2 separate regions of the Gossypium hirsutum genome follow, and region 2 is linked to region 1. The links are chromatin contacts, called in public Hi-C maps. All regions are on one chromosome and are shown on one strand. Each heading gives the region's core, a stretch centred on a gene start, on an enhancer-like site or on the middle of the called end of the contact. The rest is flanking DNA. Distances are from core to core; before and after follow the strand shown. Region 1 holds the start of LOC107898982 (E3 ubiquitin-protein ligase At3g02290). Region 2 holds the start of LOC107898968 (O-acyltransferase WSD1).

The links. Hi-C and Micro-C count contacts between places; a contact is called where the count stands out from the background.
Region 2: a contact with region 1 is called in a Hi-C map of leaf, with 1.9 times the contacts expected there. The contact joins the promoter of LOC107898968 here to the promoter of LOC107898982 in region 1. A contact is called at or near these places in 2 of 34 Hi-C or Micro-C datasets (callus and leaf).

The regions. Positions count from the first base shown.
Region 1 is chrA04:81,129,445-81,132,144 of Gossypium_hirsutum_v2.1, reverse strand. LOC107898982 (E3 ubiquitin-protein ligase At3g02290) reads left to right here and starts at 1,265. Exons shown (of 6, transcript XM_041111491.1): 1 at 1,265-1,651; 2 at 2,211-2,293; 3 at 2,509-2,634. The coding sequence starts at 2,515.
Region 2 is chrA04:81,685,674-81,688,386 of Gossypium_hirsutum_v2.1, reverse strand. It overlaps LOC107898968 (O-acyltransferase WSD1), which reads right to left and starts at 1,255. Exons shown (of 5, transcript XM_041111511.1): 1 at 913-1,255; 2 at 243-827. The coding sequence starts at 1,143.

The DNA.
Region 1 (2,700 bases), core at 16-2,515:
CAATCTGTTATTCGAATTATTTTTATTTAAATTGTGAAATTTAACTCAATTCGAACTCGAAACCTGAATCGAGTTATTCAAGTTGACTCGAATAATTCAAATAATTCAATTCAATCAACTTGAAATTTAAAATTTTTTTCGATTTTTTTAAATCAAATTAAATTTTACTCACCCCTAATAGACAAAAAAAAATTAAAGATACTAGACAATACTCTACTACCTCTACAATATTTATAACAATAAATGGTGAGAATTGAATAAAATAACCAAAATAATAAAAAAGTACAAATCACACAAGATTAATTACACAGCTTAGTTCAACAATCTACCTCTATGGTGAGAATAAATCCATTATATAAACTCATTCCAAGGATAATTGCAGCCTCAAAATTACACACACCTTTTTACATCGTTAAAATCGACTCGTAAAAAATAAAAAATAACTGCTCTCCCATGGAAGTTGGAACTACCCTCCCAAATAGTCAAAGTTTTAATCCAATCAAACCCTCCAATATAATCTTCAACTTAAGTACTCTTCAAAATAATCCCTCAAATTTTACAGTTCAACTTCTAAAGTAAATACTATTTTTTATAATCTAATAAAATTTTTTAAGAGATAAATTAATTTTAATTGGCTACCAAATATTTGAGGTGAATTTCGAAACTTGATTAAGTAAAAAATTACTAACAACACGATACATTGTTAAAATAATTGATGAATCGAGATTCTAAGAATCTTATTTGTTTTCCTGGCAAGATCAAGTAAGTTATTGATCACTACATCCAACTCCGATGTGGAAGCGACAATTACACAAAATATGAATTAACATCAACTAGTTAGTGGTATTGTAGGTCATAATGCAAAATTATACAAATTTTGGAAGACATTCGACTGAAATTTTTATTTCTCAAAACTTTAAAATATTTTATTTTAAAGGTAAGTTTGGATGAGCAGTGCGTTTATCTGCAGTTAGAATAAAAATAGCGGTGACGATAAGATTAGATACTGTAACGATATTGTAGCATGAGACAAAAAGTAAACTAAACACACTGCATCGCACCGCACCGCACCACCATCCCAAATCCACCCTAAGTCTTTAACGCACAATTAATACATTGAAGACTTGTGCTGAATTAACCCATTTTATTATGTTAATTTATATTATAGTTAATACAACAATGAGTTAAAGCATAAATTTCAATCAACATGAAGCTGTCGGCAATTAACAAATTCAAGATGGAAAGCAAAACAATGAGTCAGTTGGACAGATTTAACATTATTATCTTAATGATAAGCTGGTCCACTCCATTCTCTACCCCTTTACCAAATCCGTTTCTTTCTAGTTACCTACTGCAATCAAAGCACCTCTTTTCCGTCCACGCGGTTTTTGCCTATTTTTTCCCCCTAAATTATCAGGAAAAAAGATTAAAAATTTAATCTTTGTCTTCCGCCCAGGCCGCTCCTTAGATTGTCTTACTCTTGGGATCTATTTTCGTCTGCTTCAATATAGAAGTAGGAACGTCCCCCCTTATCTATCTCTCCCTTTTTCTCTTTCTTTGTTTCTTTTACAGGAACCCTAACTTTCCTGATTCTTTTTTTTTCTAAGAAAACTTACGGTCGTGAAAATGGTGGTCTTATAGTCGATGATGGGTAACTATTGTTTCATTACTTTAATTTTTGTTTGGTGTTTTTTTTTTGTTAATGCGATGAGAAACAGATTGATGTTCTTTTCTTTTTTTTTTGTTAAAGTTTCTGTCTTTGCGCTGAAATAGCTTCTAAAATAAGATAGCTGATTGCCTGTTTCTCTTGTTTATAAGTATGGTTATCGACTCTGAACTTAACAAATTTCTTGAAAGTGCTTTTTTAGTGTAGGAGATTGTAATTTCGTTGTGGGATTTTATGTCTGTAATGAAGAACGGTCAGTGCTGATTATTTGAGTTGTTTTATTTATCACCATTCTGAAGGACAATGAATGTTCAATGTGTTTGTTTTAACTTGTGAATTTATTTGCAATATTGTAAGTTAACTCATTGTTGGAAAGGAACTTTATGGTTATGGTAAAACAAAATGGAGTGGTTTTAGGATTCTGTTTATCATGAAAAACCCAAATTGTATATCATTCATCAAGCTCCTAATGAAGAAGGTGACTTGTTGTTCTCTTGCTGTTTAGCATTATCCTAAATTTTTTTTCTTGTTGTCTATATATCAGATTACTTTTGTCCAAAGAGTTGAAATTGAGACAGTCATAAAACTGATGAACTGAGCTTCTTTTGTGACGAAAGGTTTAGTGAGGTTCTTATTTCTCCCTTGAGCAGGCTGAATCTGTTGTTCATTTCAAAAAGTTGTTTTCCTGACTCATGTTATAATATTTTTTTTCCCTTTTTTCCCCCTAATCCCATAGGAATTGTCTTGTATTTGGAAGGAAGGTGAACAATTCTTTTATGACCTTTTCTGCAAGCTCTGAAAGCTTTTTCAGAATTGTGTAATCGGAAATATATACATTCTAGGCAGAAATGGGTGCTTTTTGCTGCTGTTCATGTGGTGATGACTGTGAAGAATATGCTTATCCTAGCAATTCAATATATAGGCACTGCATCTGCCTAAGGTTCTTCTTCTATCAGCTATTCACTGGGGTATGTCTCTTCTTATCTTGTGGTTATCTGCACAAAAGCAACCTATTTTCATTTTTATGCTGCTAA
Region 2 (2,713 bases), core at 6-2,505, 560 kb before region 1:
TTAAAGTATTTATATTTAATTATTTATGTGAAAAATTATTAAAATTATATATAAACTTTACCTGATTTGAATTTTTGAATTAAAATTTTGTTATCTAATTCATTAACAATATATTACTATTATTTATTAAAATATAAGTCTTTTCAATTAAATGCATAATTGTAAGGCAGATTGAATGAAAACAACTAATGGGTTATTTAATGTGCAAGTGACATAAATTTTAGTACCAAAAAATAGCATACCACTCCAAGCTTGGTCTTGATTTGTTTGATGTGATCAAGTGAAAATGTCATTGTTGAAACTACAATTGGCTTGAACTCTACTCCAGGACCCCCGGATCTTATCAAACTAATATCATCTTCAACATAGCTGCTTTTCAACAGGCTCCACCCAAAATCTGATACGGTGTTGAAAGCTGACCATAAGACATTAGGAATGTTCTTGAAGATGCAGTTGGTCTTGAGAGAAAGACTTGTGGTTGTGGGGGCTGAAGTAAGTGAAGGGAATGTCAATGGAACCGAAGGGTTGTCCGCTCTTTGTAGACAAGAAAGAAGAGCACCCATGAGAGAAAAGCCGTCACCCAGTGAGTGATGGAGCTTGAATATTAGATTACCAGCTGCATTGCTAGTTGGGTACTTGATGATATGAATGTTCCATAGTGGCCTGTTATGTGGGAGTTGTTCCATTGCTATTTTGGACAGATAGTTGCTTAGATGGTTGTCATAAGATGCTGGTGATAACCCTGGTGGAAAATTAGGGATGTTTACATGATCTTCTAGCTTTACTTCTACCTTTTTCCACTGCTTTACTCCATTTTCATCTTTAACCTGTCTCTCAGCATCACTTTAATAGTTAGCACCATTGAAAGATGATTGAGAAAGAGAAAATAAAGTGTAAGACATATATATATACCATGAGGGAACAGAAGCGAGGATTAATGGGAAGGAAGACATCTTTAAGCAAAGCCAAGGCTGGGGAATCATCGATAGGGATATCGGAGTCCAAAACAGCAAGAACACAAATGGACAGCACTGAGCTGTTGAAATACTGACCAGTGGGACTAACTGGCTCTGAAGACTCACCTTCATCTACATTCAACTCTTTCACCATGTTTCTATATTGAGCTTCACTTCCAATGTTCATTATGATTCTCGATTCTAATATCTAACTTGAGTTGATGAGGGTCTCAGGGTTTGGGTTGCCCTATTTATGTAGTACATTTATTGTAGATCCCAATTATCATGAGACTGAAGCATGTGAGATAGGTATAAAATGTTGGGTTGTTCAATAATTTCCTTCTCAGCTTTTATTATTACTTGTGGTAGGTGTTCATCATCAATTGTCAATTCTCTGTCTTCATCCATATAGGGGGCCTAAATTTATTGATGCAACAACATTGACATAAAGAGGCTAATCAGCTCGTCTACCGAACTTAGAAATATTATTATTTGTTAATGTGGTATTGGGTCAATTCTTAAATGATTTTTATGGGTTTTTAGCATTTAAGTTTAAGATTTATTGTGCATAATTATATGGTGTCAAAATTTTAACATGTATTTAGATTTTAGTTTAGTTTGTTGACTTTAGTCTGAATTGTATCAATTCTTAATTTATTTATATTATAATGATTTGATTTGATTTTATAATTACTTTGATAATTCATTTGTAATAGTTTGATACTTATAGTTTCCTTTTAAATATCTATTTTTATTTTTATTTTAAATTTTTTTTATTTTTAGAATTTTCACAATTAAACAACAAAAATAAAAACCCAATAATAATTGAATTACCATTAAAATTTTAATCAGCACGTTTTTGTTCATAGTAACTATTAGAATATTATTACCAAAGGTGAAATAACGGGGGTCATTCTGACCAAGAAGTATGGGTCATTAATTGGGCGGCTAGCCCTGGGATTAGGACGCGTGTTCCTTTTTGTTTTTACACCTTTCGGGTTTGTTTTACTATTTCTGCCGTTGATTATCCTCTATATTACTTAAAACTTGTGTTGTCTTTTAATACTTAACACAATGATGGTCTCTTCAATTATTTTTTTGATTAAAATATATTATAAATTATTTTATTATTTATAAATTTAGATTTTTTTAATTTTTAATTTTAAAAATTTAGGTTTAATTACTAATATTATAAAATTAAAATTTATTAATATTGCATTTTGAAATAAAAAACATATTTTATAATAATGTAACTAAAAATAATATTATGATAAATAAAAATATAACAAAATAATTTTAATTATTGAATTTATTTTTATTGCTCCTGCGATCGGTTTCCCTTAAAAGTAAAGAGAAGTAATGAAGGTAGGAGAGACTATATTTCCGTACCGCATTTTGTGGTGGAGAAGGTTACTGGGCTGTGAACTTGCAAACATCATAAAAGGCTAAAGAAAGAAATAATACTAATAATAATAAAACCCTTCAGCTCTTTAATGTGAATTTGTAAAAATGGTAGTTGAATATAGGTGGTGTTCATCAATTCCGTCCAGGTGTATTTATTGTCGAGAGAAATTGGATTTTTGACTCTTAATGGGAAGTATTATTTCACTCCAGGTGTCTTAGTTGATGGTTGGTATACATATAACTTGCAAGCTCATAAAAGAGGTTATGTAAAAGTACACTTAGGTTGTATCTACATCAACTGTGAATCGAGGTGTTCTCTTGAGTGGAACAATACTTTCTGTTGAGAGTTCGAC